5 separate regions of the Mus musculus genome follow, and regions 1, 2, 4 and 5 are each linked to region 3. Evidence: chromatin contacts called from public HiCAR-type, HiChIP or PLAC-seq and promoter capture Hi-C data. All regions are on one chromosome and are shown on one strand. Each heading gives the region's core, a stretch centred on a gene start, on an enhancer-like site or on the middle of the called end of the contact. The rest is flanking DNA. Distances are from core to core; before and after follow the strand shown. Region 1 holds the start of Azin2 (antizyme inhibitor 2). Region 2 holds the start of Ak2 (adenylate kinase 2). Region 3 holds the start of Sfpq (splicing factor proline/glutamine rich (polypyrimidine tract binding protein associated)). Region 4 holds the start of Trim62 (tripartite motif-containing 62). Region 5 holds the start of Phc2 (polyhomeotic 2).

The links. Promoter capture Hi-C pulls out the DNA fragments that hold promoters and counts their contacts. HiCAR-type assays count read pairs that join an accessible place to other places. HiChIP or PLAC-seq counts read pairs in DNA pulled down with a chosen protein or histone mark.
Region 1: a contact with region 3 is called in an H3K4me3 HiChIP or PLAC-seq map of embryonic forebrain, with 5 times the contacts expected there. The contact joins the promoter of Azin2 here to the promoter of Sfpq in region 3. A contact is called at or near these places in 1 of 39 promoter capture datasets (hippocampal neurons) and 3 of 115 datasets of contacts at active chromatin or transcription factors (astrocytes, embryonic forebrain and large pre-B cells).
Region 2: a contact with region 3 is called in a promoter capture Hi-C map of pre-B cells, with 3 times the contacts expected there. The contact joins the promoter of Ak2 here to the promoter of Sfpq in region 3. A contact is called at or near these places in 5 of 39 promoter capture datasets (the 3T3-L1 cell line, the C10 cell line, hippocampal neurons and 2 more), 1 of 484 Hi-C or Micro-C datasets (B cells) and 2 of 115 datasets of contacts at active chromatin or transcription factors (embryonic forebrain and large pre-B cells).
Region 4: a promoter capture Hi-C map of liver shows a contact between it and region 3, with 4 times the contacts expected there. The contact joins the promoter of Trim62 here to the promoter of Sfpq in region 3. A contact is called at or near these places in 1 of 39 promoter capture datasets (liver) and 2 of 115 datasets of contacts at active chromatin or transcription factors (embryonic stem cells and pancreatic cancer cells).
Region 5: a HiCAR-type map of astrocytes shows a contact between it and region 3, with 4 times the contacts expected there. The contact joins the promoter of Phc2 here to the promoter of Sfpq in region 3. A contact is called at or near these places in 1 of 39 promoter capture datasets (hippocampal neurons) and 2 of 115 datasets of contacts at active chromatin or transcription factors (astrocytes and embryonic forebrain).

Annotation. Positions count from the first base shown.
Region 1 is chr4:128,961,195-128,965,076 of GRCm38.p6, reverse strand. It overlaps Azin2 (antizyme inhibitor 2), which reads left to right and starts at 2,622. Exons shown (of 11, transcript NM_172875.4): 1 at 2,622-2,776; 2 at 2,873-2,993; 3 at 3,518-3,714. The coding sequence starts at 3,610.
Region 2 is chr4:128,991,972-128,995,610 of GRCm38.p6, reverse strand. Ak2 (adenylate kinase 2) reads right to left here and starts at 2,387. Exons shown (of 7, transcript NM_016895.4): 1 at 2,175-2,387. The coding sequence starts at 2,267.
Region 3 is chr4:127,019,214-127,022,710 of GRCm38.p6, reverse strand. Sfpq (splicing factor proline/glutamine rich (polypyrimidine tract binding protein associated)) reads right to left here and starts at 1,410. Exons shown (of 10, transcript NM_023603.3): 1 at 491-1,410. The coding sequence starts at 1,294.
Region 4 is chr4:128,882,264-128,885,766 of GRCm38.p6, reverse strand. Trim62 (tripartite motif-containing 62) reads right to left here and starts at 1,723. Exons shown (of 5, transcript NM_178110.3): 1 at 1,190-1,723. The coding sequence starts at 1,597. It overlaps Gm33760 (a long non-coding RNA gene), which reads right to left. Exons shown (of 3, transcript XR_003955115.1): 3 at 3,435-3,503.
Region 5 is chr4:128,652,169-128,655,967 of GRCm38.p6, reverse strand. It overlaps Phc2 (polyhomeotic 2), which reads right to left and starts at 1,266. Exons shown (of 15, transcript NM_001195130.1): 1 at 1,152-1,266.

The DNA of each region.
Region 1 (3,882 bases), core at 1,373-3,872, 1.9 Mb before region 3:
CATGCTGTAAATGGCTGCTAGCTCTCAAAGCAGGAACCCGCTAGTGACGCGTGTACAGTGGATACCCCTGTGCACAGGAAGCACAGAGCTTCCAAGCAGAAGGACCTAGACCTCAAGAAAGCAGTGTGAACCCAATTGGTTCACAGGGGTAATGGAGGCCAGGCAGCCTGCTCAGTTGTCACGGGTGGCTCAGGAAAGGTGAGAATCAGAAAATGGCTTTCTCCGACTCCGTGGTCCCACATGGCCTCAGTTGTGAACTTTATTTTGATTAGGTTGTAAAATACGTCTTGGGGAGATACTGAGGTTGGACAGGATGTGCCTTTGTCTTCAGAAAGACTACAGCCCAGCGGGTGTATGGATGTTCACAGCTGATCAAGCTCTCAGCTCCACTAGTCTGAATGAAACTCTGCTTTCATTGTAAACCAAGCTTTCCCATCCACATGACTATTCAATTACCTTTTCCTGCCCCAGAACCGTATTGTTTTCAGGACTACAACCTAATAGAATGTTTTGTGATATCTGGGGGAGGAAGTCCTTTTCTCTCCCCTTTTTGGTGATGGAGATGTGAACCGGGCCCCATACACGTTAAGGCTTTACGAAATGACTTGCTTTTCTCTAAGAACATCTTGGCTGTTCTTCAGGAGATGTTACAGATGGGTTAGTGGCTTTGTTTTGTTTCTTTCTTTCTTAAGACAAGGTCCCCTGTAGCCCAGGCTGGCTCTGAACTCCCCTTGTAGCCAAGGATGACCTTACACTTCCAAGCCTCCTGTCTCCACTCTTACTCCTGAATGCTGTGATTATAGACAATACCAACATATCCTGTTTAGTTGGTGCATGCCAGGATGCTCTCTGTTAACTGAGCTACATTCTCACCCCCAGACATACTTCAAGCAATAATTAAAAGGCAGTTTAATTAAGTGAGACTCTATAGATTTCTACCAAATAAAACTTGGGATATTCTTGGCAAGTCAGTAGCATTTATGAGGTACTTATTATATGCCAAGGGCTCTCCTTTCCTTCTTTATTTTTTAAAAGATTTATGTGTATGAATGTTTCACTTGCATGCATATGTGTACCACATTTGTGCCTGGTGATCAGGGGAGTCAGATGAGGGTGTGGAATTAGGTGGAGTTCCCACGTGGGTTCTAGGAATTGAACCTGGTCCTTCGAAAGAGCAACAAGTGCTCTTAACCTCTGAGCCATCTCTCCAACCCTACCAAGGGTTTTCTTAAAATTTGTAATTTTTTTTCTTGTTTTTTTGAGACAGGATTTCTCTGTGTAGCTCTGGTAGTAGATCTCTGTGTAGAATAGGCTGGCTTCGAACTAAGAGATTTGCTGGGATTAAAGCTATGGGCCACCATGCCTGGCTTAAAACTTGTAAACTCTTTTTTTTTTTTTTTTTTTTTTTCCGAGACAGGGTTTCTCTGTATAGCCCTGGCTGTCCTGGAACTCACTTTGTAGACAAGGCTGACCTCGAACTCAGAAATCCGCCTGCCTCTGCCTCCCAAGTGCTGGGATTAAAGGCGTGCGCCACCACATCCGGCTAAAACTTGCAAACTCTTAACGTAGTATACATAACAGGTACAACAGGGCATTAATCATATGTGTATAACTCAAGGAGCGCGCGCGCGCACACACACACACACACACACACACACACACACACACACCTGTAACCATTACCAAGCACCGGAAAGGTTCCATTCTGTCTCTTCCCAGTCAGCAGCCACATGCGCAGAGACAAGCAGCATTCGGACTTCTACCCGGAGAACTCTTGAATTAGCTTCTGAGCAACACCCTGCGCATGCTAAGCACTCCAAGGAGCCCGGCTCTCAGTCCCTGCCCTTGGAGTGCACAAAGCTGAGATGTTTTATCAGGCAAAAAAAAAAAAAAGGAAAGCAGGTGCGGGTATCTCAGCAACTGATATTAAGGCTCAAGGGAAGGAGGGGAGGGGTCAGACAGAGACAAGGACTGTGAGTCCCATTGCGTTTCGGGGCCAGGGATGGTCCGATAGAGGAAGATATTACACTGGACTCTGATGGATGAACAGGGATTTGTGTATAGAAGAGGAGACATGCTTTGAGTCGAAGCCACATTTCACCAGAGTCTTGTGGATTCTGAGAATGAAGGCATCACCCCGAGCTCGTGAAGCCACAAAAATTCTATTTGAATACATTTTAGCTGGCATTTGAGTTGGGAGTTTAAAATGCCTAGAAGAGGCGATTAAGTAAAAGGTCATATTACAAAATAAGACAGGAGAGGTTTGGGCTCCAAGGGCGGAGCCAGAACTTCACCAGGGGAGGAGCAGGGGGCCATCGACTTCAGCCAGGGACAGAAAAGTTTTCCGGAGTCACTTTTTGAGACGCAGGACGCAGGATCTGCGGCTCAGACCACGTAGACGCCTAGGATTCGAAGGATTTCCCCGCGTGGACCTCCGCGGACATCAGTCAGCCAGCTTGCTTAGCTGCGCAGCTTTGCGGAGCAGCCTCGCAGGGCTGAATGCTTTATGTCCGAATCGACCAATGGGCTGGCGGCACCCGGTTGCCCTGGCTACGGAGCAGGCAGGGGCGGGGCCAGGGCACCGGGGCGGGGCTAGGGCGGGGCTTATATAAGCGAGCGGCGGGCGCAAGGCGGGGCGTGGGGTCGGTGGCTGCTGGGCGCGCGGGGCGCAGGCCGCGGGGCCGGAGCCGGGGGGAGCGAGCGAGCGGAGGCGCCGAGGATCCGATTCACTCGCTGGGGAGACCTATGGGCCGAAGCCGTGTAAATGCGTTTTAAGGCGAGTGCAGGAGATGGCTGGGGGGGAGCCTCGGGGAGCGGGCGTCCTCGGCTTTGGGCGCTGACCCTTCCCCCGGCCCCCCTTGCCTCCTCTCAGCAGGGGCCTCGGCTCCGCAATTGCCACTCCTCCTCGGGGTGTTGCACAAGTTTCGAGGTCACCGGCGACCCCCCCTAGCAGCGCGCCTGGCTCTGGCCCCCGCGAAGGAGGACGGGGCTTGGTAAGGAGGCCTGGGGTTGGGGTGCGGGACCCCCGCCCTGCACTTGAGAGAGCCGTCCCGCGGACAGAACCCACCCGTGGCTCATAGAGCATTCTTAGTGTGTCAGGACCAACCTTTTATAAATGGGGAAACTGACCCAAGGTCATGAAGCAGAGAGCCGACTCGAACTCAAGCTCACGGGTTTTGTTTTTTTTTTTTTTGGCCCTTTAGGTAGGTGTAGTCTGGACTGGAGAAATCCTTCAATTGGAAGGAGACTTCCCCAACTAGGTTTCTCAGATCTGTCCCCACATTTTTTTTCTTCCAATTTCAAATTTCAGAACTGGAAAAGAACTCCAAACCAATCCCATTTAACAGATGGGGGTAATTGAGGCTCTAGCAGACATAACTTCACCATTCCCAGCGAACCTCGGCTTCTCAGGCTTGGGCAAGGGCACAGAACATGACTGGGCAGGGACCGTAGGCCTGGGGAGGTGAGGGATGCAGCCTGTTCCCCAGCGGTTTCCTCCATCTCCCTCTCCCCACAGTGTGTTGCATACTTTCTAAGGCGGTGGCCAAGGCAGCCAGCGGTGCTCCAAGGCAGCGGTTTCCTCCAGCCCCTGGGCTCCTCCTGCTCAGCATGGCTGGCTATCTGAGTGAATCGGACTTTGTGATGGTGGAGGAGGGCTTCAGCACCCGGGATCTGCTGGAGGAGCTCACTCTGGGGGCCTCCCAGGCCACCTCGGTGAGGGGATGGAAATGGGTGTGGGTTGGTTGCCTGTCCTCTTCTCTGTAGGAGACCTCCCATTCTCTCGGTATTGGTATTTGTTTACTTGATATTTACTAGATTGTCCCCTTTATCTCCAATTCTTGGTCCTTGCCCCCACATCTGCCCTCCCTGTGTTTCCTGACT
Region 2 (3,639 bases), core at 1,138-3,637, 2.0 Mb before region 3:
ACAGTAGCTAAGCTTGTGCCTAGCCTCTTCTGTGTATTTAAAACTTACAATGGAGAGTTTGTGTGTGGGGTGTGTCCAGGCAGAGCGTTCTTCTAGGCTACCACTCTGTGGGCTTTGTGTGAACTTTTGTTCCGCACTACGAAGCTACAACTACCGGTGTTTTTATGGCTCCTGATAAGGAAAGGGAAGCGGACGGAGGTTAAGCGAGTGCCCTGTATTTTCTGAAGTCCCAGCTCTTAGTTTTGTGTTCTCAGATACAGGGTCTCACTCTGTAGCCAGGCCAGCCTTTAAACTTTAGCTGGGCTATCATCAAATTTGACTTTAGTCTCCTCCTGCCTAAGTCACTGGGACTACAGACAGACATGAGCATCCATATTCATCCTTCAAGCCAAACTTCTAATCATTGCACAAAGCCGTCTTGGACCAACTTCCATGATTCTCGCACTGCCTTCCATGAGCCCACGGCACATGGTCCTCCCAGATCTGAATGAATCAGCTTCATGCTGCTGCACTACACCTGAGCTGGGGGCAGAGAGAGATGCCACTGAGTGGTCAGCGTTCACAGCTGTCACGCGCCCTGCCACCAGCTAGGAATGTGTGGGTGCTCTCAATATAAAAGCCATCATCTTCCAATGTCTTTGTAAGCTTTACATTTTCTAGGTAGAAACACTGAGAAGTTACATACATAGCGTTCTACATGCACAGATATACACACATATACGTAGACTGTACAGCCCGAGATGCTGATCTGCTTGCCAAAATACTGAGAACTTGGCAAACAGAACAGGTGACGTGGGTACACAGGTGACATAGGTACACAGGTGACATGGGTTCACAGGTAAAGTAGCTTGCCGTCAAGTCTGACGGTCCGAGTTCGATCCCTGGGCTCCACATGGTAGAAAAAAGAAAATGATTCCAGCAAGTTGCACTCTGACCTCCACGTATGCATCACGGCACGCATGTCCCCACACACTCTTTCTCTACGTCCCTGCGCACACACACACACACACACACACTCTCCCACCTTATGTGTGACAGAGAGAGAGAGAAGGAGGGAGGGAGACGGAGGGAGACAGAGGGGAGGTATCTTTAAAAACATAACAATAAACTCAGCAGTGCTGTGAAGAGGGAGGACAGCACTCATTTGCTTGGGAACGCAACCTTGAAAGAATTCCCTCTTTAGAGCATAGTGATCATCAAAGCTTGGGGTCTGATGGGGAGGTAGAGTTGAGGGGTGGGTGGTTGTGGCCAAAGGCTGGGCAAGAAAGTGACACCAACGGCCCACCATATGAGCTTCCAAGCCCTACGTGCCAGCATAAATCCCAGCCCTGATCTATGGCCCAGATGCCAAGCAAGGGAGGCTCTGCAGTGGGGCAGAAGGCAATCCTTGAGGCCTCTGTGAAACCGATTTCACTAACTTTGAAAAGTCACTGGACCTCTACACCTGTTTTCTTACCTGTTGATCTAGCACGTTAGCGGCCCTCAATTGCTCAATTACAACCATCAGAGCCATCTCATGCTGCTCCATGAGCACTCCCTGCCCCACTCACAACCCCCCATGATGCCCGTGGCTTATGAACCGAATCTATACATTCACCTCCAGTTTTCTGGCCAGCTGGAAAGGTTTTCTCCCATCCCCCCACCCCCAACAACACTGGTGGCTCCCGCGGCTCATGCCTCACTCTTGGCAGAACGCCTCGATAGGCATACACCAGTAACCACTCTGCCCCACGTGGAGACTTCTTAGTACCCCTAATCATTAGCCATTAAAAAAATTAAAAGTTTCACCCCCTTATGCCTAGAAATTATCCCTGACTCAGGGCAATACGCTCTCAACTCCGAGGGCGACTTGGTCACAAAGCTTTCTCCCATTCGGGCCTGTGATCCAGAGCTTCAGCCTGGGGGATCGCCCTGCCTTTCACAATTTTCAAGTAACAGTCCCTGGATGCCCTAACACGATCCTGGGTTCCCCCAAGAACCTCCACCCAGCCTCCCCCTTACTGCGACTGGGACCCTCCCCTAAACACCGCGCCACAACTGGAGACCCCGCGAGGGTCCCTGCAGGCCAGGGCTCACCACCCAGCTCCGGGGCGGGAAAGGAGCTTCCGGCTCTCCGACCGCCCTGACCTTGTAGCTTCTCGGGCTCCACCGCCCGACACGGAACCGACACTCACCTGCGTCCCCTTGCCAGCCCCGGGCGGCCCCAGCAACACGGCCCGGATGCCCTTCGGAATCTCCGGTTCGGAAGCCAACACGTTGGGAGCCATGTCTTCCAAAGCTTCACTCCAACAGCCAGCCGCACACCTCACAGGTCTAGCGCTTCCAGGCCAGCGTACATCCTACTCCGGGCTCACACTGGTCGCTCGCCGCATCCGTCAACCCTCTCTACCCGCCCCCGAACTTGACGGGCACTTTCATTTACCAATCGTACGACGAGACTAAGAAAATTCTGTTTCCGATTGGGCAGAATTGGGAACGAGGAAGAGGCGGGCCAGCCTGGGAAGAGCTGGGGCAACAGAGCGCGTGCGGCTCTCGGCTGGTGTATGGAGTGGGCGGGAAAAACGAGAAGGAAGCCTGGAGCGGGTGAAGTTCTAGTTTGGCCTTTGACAGTTAATAACTCCAGAGTCTCTGTTTGAGCCCCGTAAAATTGCCTGTGAGAGTGTAAGTGGGTAAAATCACTCCCAGGAAACAAATTGGCAATAACGTAACCTTTGGACCAGTAATTCCACTTCCAAGAATTCAAAGGCAGAAACAAGGAATATGTAATGAGTTCCTGACAAAGATGTTGATGTCTAATAATAAGATTGGTTAAGTAAATTCCAACAAGTTTGTAATCTGACACCCTCTCCCTCCAGAACACCCCCATTGAACAGCACCATAACTTTGGCTATTTGGGAAGATCACATTTAAAGCTTGTCAAGGCCACGACGGTGAATTCAAGGCCAGCCTGGGCAGTTTAATGAGACCTTGTCCCAAAATGAAAATGAAGATAGCTGGGGCTGGCTATAGTACAGAGACAGAAGTTTTGGGCTCAATCCCCAGGACTGTAAAAATAAAACACATATGCATATATGAACACAGACAACCTTCCTGACTTTTAAGTCAGCAGAAAGACAGTTTTTATCCAGAGAGATGAGCCTGTCTTGAACAAGGCAATGATGTCGCCAGCTTTTAGGTGTGTCAAAGTTTCATCCTGTCCCAAAGGAGCCTTTCTCAACTGTAAGTGCAAGTGTGATTAGGAAACCATTCTTGCCCCACAGGCACAGTGCAACCATTTTCTACACCCTAGTGGTAAATGATGTTAACCAGCTAGCCAGATGGCTCAGCTAGTATAGACACTTGCCACCAAACTCTGAGGACCTGCGTTTGATTAACAAGACCCCACCCCCAATGAAAGAAAGAAGAGAACCAACTCCCACAGGTTGTCCACCGAGCTCCACATGTGTGCTGTGGTACACATATCTGCGCGTACATATATGTTCACACACAGAAAATAAGAAATAAATTCAAATGAAAAAAGAGAAACTAACATTCATACTTCTTGCTCATCCTGGATTTTCATGGGAGCCAGCTTGATCTGGTTGGGTTCTCTTAGTGGCCTTGAAGGAAGCAGGGGTTTATTGTGTCCTTTTTAAGACC
Region 3 (3,497 bases), core at 161-2,660:
GGGCTAGCAGGTTGAACCATATTTGGGGATCCAACAGGATCACTAACTCTAATCCATATGAAGCAGAGTATACAAAATGCTTTGAAACACATCGCCTCTTTATCAGCAAACGCCAATCAATACACCTCTGACGTCAACAAATAGCTCTAAATGCAGACTAGGAAGACAGCACCAAGTTGCCCTGTTTTCTCCCAAACAGAGGCCTCCGACGTGCACTAGTTGGGTCCCAAGGGACCGGACCGCTAGCCTCTAGCGGATTACCGCCAAGACGTGAGGATGCCCTCCCGCTGGAAGCCAATCCCTAGCGGCCTCCACAGCCCGCCGCGCGTCCGCCCCGCCTGCGCAAGCATGCGCAGGAGCGCTTCCGGCAGGGGACAAAATGGAGGCCCTCTAGGCTGCGGGCGGGGGGGAAGAGGAAAAAAAAACGCCGAGGGTAGGCAGGCGCCGCCATCTTAGGGAAACGGACGGCTTTGCTCGAGAACCCGCTCACCTCCGAGTCGGAGATCTTCTCCTCCGTGCGCGGTCCCGGTCCGCCGGGAGGGGGCCCCTGGTGGTGCTGCTGGTGGTAGGGCGCATGATGCTGCCGGCCCCCACGGGGCTCGCCGCCACCTCGGTGTGGTGGCTTCGGGTGGCCACCAGGAGCGCCCATGCCCGGGCCACCTCCAGGCTTAGGCCCACCGGGCATCTTGCCGCCTTTTGGACCGCCAGGGCCTGGCCCCGGCTTAGGCCCCGGCCCGGCGCCCCCGGCGGGCGGTGGCGGAGGGCCGCCGGTCTGTGGAGGGGTGGTCGAGACTCCGCTGCTCGGCGTCGATGGGGGAGGCGGTCCGGGGGCGGTGGAGGGGACGGCGGGCGGCGGAGTCGGGGTTGGACCAGGGCCCGGAGGGGCGCCGGTGGTCGGGGGGTTGGCGGGCGGAGCCGAGACCGCCGGCGGAGGCGCACTGCTCACCCCCGGCGCCGAGCCGGGGCCTTGGGGGACGACGGGCTTGGATTCCTGCGGCGGAGGCGGGGGCTGTTGATGGGGCGGCTGGTGCGGCGGCGGCTGCTGGTGCGGCGGCGGCTGCTGCGGCGGAGGCTGCTGCGGCGGCGGCTGCTGCTGCTGCTGGTGAGGAGGTGGAGGCGGGAGCGGCGGCTTCGGGCCGCCAGGGCCCGGGCCCATGGGGCCGCGGTTCTGGTTGAGGCCCATGCCCGGCGGCGGAGAGCGGAAGTCGTGAAGGCCGCCGCGGCCGCCACCTCCTCCACGCCGGTGAAAGCCTCCACCGCCGCCACCGCGACTCCGGAACCGATCCCGAGACATAGCTGTAGTCAAGGGGCGGTCGAGGCAGAAGCGGAGAAGTCGCTCAGGGAACGTGGTTGCCACCTTGCTGAGCACAAAATGGCGGACGACACAAGCTGCGCGCCGCCTTTGTCCTCTTCTTAAATAGGACAGTTCGGCCTGGCCCGCCTTCCCTAGATTGACAGCTCGGACAGCCAATAGCAAGTACAGTACTTGATGATGAAACCTAAGTTTTTCCAATTGGCTCCCTAGTGAGAGGCGGGAGGTAGGGAGGGCTGGGATTTCCATTTGACCAATAAACGGATAAGAAAGTGTCTATACGCCTTTGTGATTTGTTGGAAGAAATTTGAATGGGCATGCCCTGCAACTTTCGCGTGAAATTAAATATCCAGGGCCCTATCAGCTCCTGATAGCGCTGAAAGGCTATTTTCTTTCCTCTTATGAGTAGTCCGCTATTCTTGGCTAACATCTTCGCTGGGTTCAAGGTTATAAATTGAACTTGTGCTGTCTCTTATTCCTACGCCAATGAAGTTAGAGTCAATTTCACAGAGTTTAATCTCAACGGTTTTACTTTTATTGAAACCCTATCAAAGGCTAGCAGATTGGCAAACACGTGAGCCCAAAATTTGGGAGGAGGAGGCACTAGTAATCAGGACTGCAAGTTTATCTTTACATTATCAATTACATTGAGTTCAAAACCAGCTTGGGCTACATGAAACGTAATAAAATAAAAATAATAAAATAAAATAGAAGCCCCGGTTGTTTTGGCATATGCCTTTAATCCTAGCACTCTGGAAGCAGAAAGGACTCCAAGTTCAAAGCCAGCCTGGGCTGCATAGTAAATTCCAGGACAGCCAGGACTGCACAAAGAAACCCTGCCTCCAAAAAAATTAATGAATAAATAAAAGTAAAGATTTAAGAAAAAGGAAGCCGGGTGTGAGTTCCAGGACAGCCAGGGCTATACAGAGAAACCCTGTCTTGAAAAACCAAAAAAAAAAAAAAAAAAAAAAAAAAAAGGGAAAAAAAAAAACATTATTTCATAGCAACACGTTTGTTGTAATACTATAAAATTTGCCATTAGGTTTGAGTGAATGCAGTCTTTGTCCAAGAGGGAAAAGTATGGAGAGAGCTGAGGACACAGCCTTTGGGGTTCTGGCTTGTGTGACATGCAGAAGACTCACTTTATTCTCCAGCAGAAGGGTAAATGAGGTAGATGTGACTCCATGTGTGTGTACAGTAACAATTTACAAGCACAAATCATGGGAGAGGAAATTGTTTTTGATTTTGTTCAAGACGGGGTTACTCTGCATAGCCCTGGCTGTCCTAGAACTACTTCTGTAGACCAGACTGGCCTCAAACTCAGCCCTCCACCTGCCTCTGCCTCCCAGGTGCTGGGACTAAAAGCATGCATCCACCAGGTCAGCCGAGATTTCCTTTTTATTCCCTCCCTTTAAAGCTTCATGAACATTGGGTTTTAACCGGGATGGGGCTGGTGCATGCCTTTGATCCCATCAGGCATGTGGTAGAAGCAGTCATATCTCTTGAGTTCTAGGCCAGCCTGGTCTACACAGTGAGTTTCAGGCCAGCAAGAAAGATACATAGTGAAACACTGTTGAAAAAAAAAAATGTTTATGCATGGCTGAGGCCATAACTCAGTCATAAAGGGCTTGAGGCCCTAGATTCAACTCTCAGCCCACAACACTAATGTTTTGTTGTTGTTTTCTTTTGTTTTATGATATTTAGGTATCAATAAGTACTGGTATGAAAACAAGCAGCTGGCAGCATCTCTTTTCCTTCAGATTTCCCAACCCCAATAGTGTTGAGCCAGGAGGATGGTTGGTTCATCACATACAGGTCCGGCTACCAGCTTGACAGTTTGAGTTCAGTCACTCAGACCCACAAGGTGAAAGGAGAGAACCAACTCCTGAAAACTAAGTTGACCTTGGGGTCCACACATGTCCACAGATGCATGTGCCCACAAACTACAACCCCCATTCTTCCCTCAGACCTTGAAAACCAAGGGAGGCAACTGTCTACCATGCAGACACAACCCTTCACCCGCAGCTTCCTGATACCTATACCCTTTAATGCCCCTCCTAGTTATTGTGTCTCCTTATTTTTATTTTTATCTCTGTATAACCCTGGCTGTGCTGGAGCTCACTATGTAGAACAAGCTGCCCTTGAACTCACAGAGATCTACCTGCCTCTGCCTCCTAAGTGCTGA
Region 4 (3,503 bases), core at 474-2,973, 1.9 Mb before region 3:
AGAGCTCTTGCTGAGGGCCTGGGTTTGATTCCCAGCACCCACGGTGGTGACTCACAATCGTGTGTAACTCCAGGTCCACAGGATCTGATGCCCTCCTCTGGCCTCTTGGTGCGCATGCACATGGTGCACATGCAGGCAAGATACTTGCACACAGACAATAAAATAATTGATTATTGATATCAATACTATCTTATTGATAGAAGACATCCAGGAAAATGTAGTTCTCAGCACGTGTATCTACCTATATTTCTTTCTCTCTATACAAACACACACACACACACACACACACACACACACACGACAATGGAGCTTGAGGAAAGGAAAATGTTTGGGTGGGGTCTTAGAGTATTAAACACACTGACCAGGGTCTTGCCCTCTTGTCAATGACAACGGAAAGGTTTAGGGGAGACTAGCTGCAGTTAAGGGCTATGTCCAATTGAGTACTCAAAGATTCGGATGTAGAAGACAAGAGGGGTCATCACCAGGCCTTGGGAATTCCTAGAAGCTTGTCTTCCCCTCCTCCAAATCTTGTCTAATTCTCCAAATCTTGAATCTTTAATTCCTGGTTCCACTCTCAATTGGCCCCTACTCTGGTTTAAATTTTAAAAAAAAGGTTCTTGTCATATCTGAACTTGAGGCCGACCTTAGACTCTCACCTCACATACCTTGATCTAATCTTGGCACCCAAACCTGCCCTCTGAACAATTTGCACGTCTTAAGCTTAACTCTCACTTTCATCATCCAACCGAGGCCCAGGCCTCACTCTAGATCTCAATGAACACCTGGAGCAGCAAGCCGCATCCCACAATGCCCCAAACATTCCAGAATTCTGTAGCTGCATTTAGAGTAGCTCACCCCTCCCACACACCCCACTTCGACTCCCAGGTTAGCTTTGATAGTGGTCCTTCCTTTGCCCAAAAGTCCAGAAGGAGCTGCTGTCTCCCATTCTGTCTCAGCCTCAGCCAGCATCTGGTCCAGCTGTAGCTTCCTCTCTCCATCATCCTATCCCACCTCGACCTGTCTCCCATCCAGATCTCTCTCAAGCCCATTTGACACAGTGATGCTCAAGGGACCCGCCCCTGCCCCGCCCCTCACAGGAGCCACGCCCCTTTGGCATTAAGCCGGCCTGTGGCCCTTGCCCCTATTGGAACCCTGACCCCACCTACAGCCCCGCCTGTCCGCCTCGCACCTGCAACTCCTCGAAGGCATCGTCGATGCCAGTGACCTGGTGTTGCTCGTGCAGCGCGGGCTCATCACAGAAGAAGCAGAGCAGTGCGCGGTCCGTGAGGCAGAAGAGCTTGACCTTGTCGTGAGCCTGGCAGGGTCGCGCGGCTCGGCGCGCGTTGAGGATGGCGTCCAGCGGGAAGGCGCTGTAGCGCTCCACGATGTTGGCCAGCTTGAGGCTGGGCGCGAGCGCGGGCTCGGCGAACGTGCGCCGGCACTCCGGGCAGTCGCGGGCGCCCTGAGCCTCCTGCCGCACCCAGTGCTCGGTGATGCAGCGGCGGCAGAAGTAGTGCTCGCAGCCCAGGCTCACCGGGTCCTGGTAGATGCTCAGGCAGATGGAGCACAGCAGCTCGTCCTTGAGGCTGCACGCCATGGCGCCAGGGGCGGCGCGAAGCGGAGCCCGGGAGGCCGGCGGCCGGCGCGGCGCGATTGGGGGCGGTACCCGGGGGCCAGGCCCACGGGGGCACGGGCGACAGGCGCCGGGGAGCGCGGGGGGAGCTGTCTGCGACGCCGGAGGCGCGAGGGCTCGGTGCCGAGTGGGTGCCACCCGGGATGCGAGCACCGGAGCTCGGTTTCGAGGTCCTAGGTGGCCACCAGCGATGGGCGCTGGAGGAGAGAGGCCGAGGGCGTCCCAAGGAAGGGGCTCCAGGCGAGGAGGATCTAGAGGACCAGACACTCCCAAGGGATAGATGCTGCGAGGAGGAGATCCCGAAGAGGGGCGGAATCCCGGGACCCGAAAAGCTTTGAGAGGGGGTCGAGCTGGGGATGGGGAATTCTGCGGGACAGAGCAGCCAGACCCAGCCGCACCGCGGCTTTGCCCGGCAGAGCAGAGGAGGGGTGCCGGCCCACTCAGCTGCCCGACCCTGGCCGCAGATCCCGGCCCCGCGCGGCCCCTTACCCGCACCAGCTCAGCGGCCACCGCTTCGGTCCAGCGCAGCCTCTCAACCCGGAACCAGCCGAGCCGAACTGCCCGGCGCCCAGGCTCCCTCTCCGCCCCCGCGGGCGGGACCCGAGCCGCTCCGCCCCCGCGGCGGGCGGGGGGAGGGGAGGGGCCTCCAGACCCCGCCTCGCTGCCACTGTGCTCCTGACCCCCAGGGACGGGAAAAACAGCTGTTTCTTCTGGGTCTGCACAGCTGTCAGGTTTGTTTAGGGTCCTGGCGGCAGGGGGCGAGAGGACAGCTAATGAAGAAAAAGTGAGAAGATAGCACCTAAGGAACATCTCTCCGGATGATCAATTTGAAGAACTAAGGGCAATAATAACTGAGTATTAAGACAAGACGGTGCTCTGTAGTCTGCATAGAATATATAATGTTTGCATAGATTGTAGTGATAAAATTAGAGACTTGCCCTGTTGGCATGGGCTAAGTTCAAAGTCGCCATTCTCCTAAACCTTTAGGTTCTATTTCCTCTTCCCTTTCTAAGGAGGGCTCTTAGTAGAAGATTGTGGAGAGAACCCTGCCTAACGTCTAGCTCAAAGGTTCTTTCCATTCATCGGATGTTTCTGCATTGCTGTGTGAGCATGTGTGTGAGTGTGTGTGTGTGTGTGTGTGTGTGTGTGTATAAGAAGTTGGAGTAAGAAAAAAAGTATAATGGGAGACCTTGTCATCTCTGCCAGATGGAGGGGAGGAAAGGGATTTCTAAGAAGGTGAAAGAGAGAGACAGACAGACAGAGAGACAGACAGAGACAGGGAGAACAGAAGCATGAGTGGGGGGGGGCACATGGAGACCTGCATGCTGTTCTGTTCTGTTCTGTTCTGTTGAGAGTGGGATAAGGAAGAAGTTTGGGGAAGGTGAAAGGCATGGGCATCTTAGAGAAGAATTTCTTGAAGGTGTTGGGCTTTCGAGCAGAAAAATGGCCTGCCTTGGTTTGGGTTTCTTGGTGTGCAAGATACACACTACATCATCAGTACAGTGAAGGAGGGGGACCCTTTGCATGCATGCAGTGCTAGGCACGGGTGAGCAACTGTGGCAAAGCCGAGGCCTGCAGGAGGAAGGAAAGGCTGGCCCCAGGGAGGTGGTTGCTGTCTCAGGACCTGCAAGAGGTCAGTTTGCACCGTGATTGTCTGTCAGGATAAGACCATCAGGAAAAAAAAAAAGCACCATGACAATTAGTGGTGGATAAAGGGGGTGATGGGGAGGAGGTATTGAGAGTGTGTTGCATAACTTTTCCTGTGGTGACATGAACAAAGGTATATTCATTCCAGACAGGGCATAGTGAACCAGTCGGTTTATTGGGGTTAGTTAAAGGAACATGGGTGACTCAAAGGATCCCACCCCAG
Region 5 (3,799 bases), core at 17-2,516, 1.6 Mb before region 3:
TCTTAGTCAGTGTAGCATCCTCTAGACACAACAGCGTGCCTGGTTTATACCAAGTGTTTGTCGTTGTGTTGATAAATACGCAACCTGCAAGTACAATTCGCATTTGATTTGCAAACCTAGGTTTGGTCGCTGGGACTTTTCATGTGGAAGCACGTTTCCCCTTGTTGTGAAGAAACGATTTGAGACTCATAAAGTAAGCTCCGACCATGAGAGCACATTAGTCTGCTTTTCATACCCCAGAGACTGGAGCATTTCCCCTCCACACTAAACCTCCTGGGGCTGGCTTGATATTAGCAGCACAGCTCCGTGCTAGCATTTCTATTGTGGCGAAGGCTAAATTACACCACGAGCCTAATGCGGCCACCAGTCTTAGTGAATTGGGGGAAGGGGTAATTAGAAGACAACATTTCTGTAGCAGACCTAGGCGCGGAGATGGAGGAGGAAGTTGATTTAAACCTAGCCATTAAAAGAATACGCCAGAAACTAAAGCAAAACAGGAGCTTCCTCTGGACACGACAACATACTCTAGTGCCCAAGGTCTGTTCCCCACGGTTGTCAGGTCAGAAAACAGGGGGCAGTGCCTACCTTGGGCACCCCTCCTTCTCTACCGTGGGACCTGCTTTGCTTAAGGAGAGAGCTCTTTTCTTCCAGTAACAACAACCACAGTTTGCTCCCCAACGCACCATCTCGATCTCGCCTTCGATGCCCAGCAACCCCCACCAGGCTTAACTCGGTATCTAAAGTGCCTGTGGCTGGGCTGTCAGGCCACGGAAGAGCAGGCGCGCGGTGGGGAGGCCGGACCCCGGTGTCTCCACAGTCCCCCAGAGGACACGGGCCGCAGGGGCGGGCCTCTCCATGTAAGAAGGCCACGCGCCCCCGAGATCACGCGACTGCAGGGACTTCAGCGGCTCTCCTACTGCCTCCCGCAAACCCTGACTCCAGAGATCGCCGCGGTCCTCATCGCGGCCGGGTCCGCGTCGGCGGTGAACCGGTGTCCACCGCGCTGCCCAGCCTTGCGCCGCAGGGCCCTCTCGCCGCACCGTGACAGCTGGGTGCCCAAAGGGTTAAACCCGCCGCGCGACGCCGGGTGTCCCCCGCGCGCCGCCCCGCCGCCGCCAGCCGGCCCCAGCGCGCACGCGCCCGCCCGTTACCTGCGGTGGCCTCCGCGCTCCTCCTCCACCTGGCCGCGCTCTCCCGGGGCCGCCCCTCAGCCCGCCCCCTCGGCTCTCCGCCGCGCACCCTGCTGGCTGCCCAGCTGTGGCCCGCGGAGGAGGGGCCTGGGGGGCGATTACCATGTATTAGCATACCGGAGAGTGTCACGTGCCCACTCCAGCCAATCGTCACTCGGAGAAGGCGGAGATTGAATTGAACACGCCTTGGTGCTGCTCTGGGACTGAACCGGTGGCCATGGCAACGGAGGGGAGGGCGGAGGAGGGGGCGCAGGCTCTGGAGCCTTGCCATCCCTTTGGAGCATCTCCTCTACCTGAACTCCGCACTGGGACTCCGGGTACTTTTCCTATTCTGCATATGGAGAGCACCTCAAATTGGTCTAGACAGGGAAATTCAGATTCCGGAAAGGCTCTGAACACTTAAACCACGTGCCTCACACTTTTCTGCAGCTAACTCTCTGGTAGCTTTAGGAAGTACATATCATAAACTTAATTTGATACTGGGGCGAGTTTATGCTCAGAGAGGCTCAGCCACACACCCAAAGTCACACAACCACCACACTACATTGTAAAGTGGAAATGTGAGAACATCAGGCCCAGGGCTCTCCTGCGTTCTTCACAATTCCAAGCGGTGGAGGGGAAGACTGTATACAAACAGTCGAAAGAAATTTCATACATCAGCAGTGGAGCACCTTTGCACTGCCCGACAATGTCCTTCTGAGGCATAAACCCGGTACACATATTACAGATGAGGCCTGGGCCAAACAGCTGTTAGGAGCCTATAGTTAATCATTCAATCCATGTGTGCTCAAGCTATCAAAAAATTTTACATCCACTCTTAATTGCACTGTTGCTATGGCCACTTTACTGATCCAGACACTGAACCATCGAAGCTGGGCAAGGAAATGTCCATACTTATTCCTCCAGTACTTCACACATTTAGATTCCAATCCTGGCTTATCCTACTCCAAAGCTATATTCTAAAGGCACCTCATTATACCAGGCTCATTGAACTTAGGTTTAGGCATAAGAACACCTTCCCTAATAGGACTGTCACTCAAGATTGAAATATATTCCGTGACAAGTGGCAAGTGTTGAAGTCACAAAACATAAAGTCACCCAGTTGGTAGGGGACTCTAGGATTCTGTCTCTCTGCCTTCATCTCTGTTGATCTGGTAATTCACTTAAAGGGACAAGCACTCCCATGGACTTGTTTAGTTCAGTGGTTCACTGATTTTAATGTAGCATGGACGGATTACTGGATTAGGCCCTGTGGTTTAAATGAACTATCTAGACACTTTAAGATCATTTAAAATATATAAATATTTCTTCCCACCAGACTGACTTAAAATCCAATTTCCTTCTAAACTGCGACTTAAGAGCACAGACAGAGAGGCAAACCTACTTGGGTTAACATTCTGCTTAGCCATTCATCAGCCGTGTGATCTATGGCAAGTTCTATAATCTGTTTGTGCCTCAGTTTCTTCACCAATAAGACAGGATAGGAATGTTGGAAGCATTAAAGAACTAATGTATTAGTTACACAGGCCTGGTCCAGTGGGTAAGAGCCATTAAAGAATTAATGTATAAAAGATATGTAATATAGGCCTGGTCCCGTGGGTAAGACCCCATCCTTGCTAACTGTGGTCATTTCCACATCTGGCCCAGGATCTCCCATGAGATACACAACCCACGTGCTCAGATCTCTCCTCCCTTCCTGGCAGTGGGACACAGAAGTTGCCTGTCATCCCCTGTGGCACATTAAACAGCCTGTTGTGCTGGTGGAGGCTTGTTATCTCTGCAAATGTCATTCTCTTTTCTCAGGACCATAAATAATTCCTGGGCTCAAAGGACCTGGTCTCTCTTGCACATCTCCTAGCACCAAATTACCGGAGTGGCTCCTTGTCCAAGAGGAGCTTGGCAAGCCGAGAGCAGCCATTAGTCAGGGCCCTTGAAGCAGTTTTATGAGGGCCTTAATGAGGGAGATGAGCTGTCCTCAGGAACTGGTGCCGTCTTTCCTGGCCACAGGAAATGAGCTCTTTGTGCTTAAAGGGTCTCAAAGCCCAGGCACAAGGAGTGTTCAGGAAGTGGCCTAGGGACTGGGCATTGTTGATACAGGCAGCCCCAGGGCTAAACAGCCTCTGCCCTGCTCTTCTCCATAGAAGGTCAAATTACTCATGCTCCTACACAGCCATAGCACCAAAGGGTGGCATGTGGTTGTAGGTGTTAAGTCTCTGCCTCCTGCTATGTGCAGAGTGTCACCCCTAACTCCCCTGCCCCTTATCCCCCAAAGACACCACAGTATAGAACAATGGATGATGGCAGTGTTCCTGGAACTGGATGTGAAGCCCACTTCTTCCACATGAGTGTCAATGTGACAGTGGGAAAGTTCCTTAAACCCTTTGCACCTCAACTTCCTAATCTGTAAAATGGGACAGAGAGTAGTCACTGTCCCAAGTTCTTGCTGGGATTAAGTGAATAACTAAAAGAGATAGCAGGACATCCTCCAGTAAGCATTGCTAATGCACTAGATAACTGGACAGAGATACTCTAGTCCTGTAAATGTGCATTCTGTATGTGTACCCGTAGCCTCAAACAGCTGGCCCCAGGCCCTCTCTCCAGCTCATGTT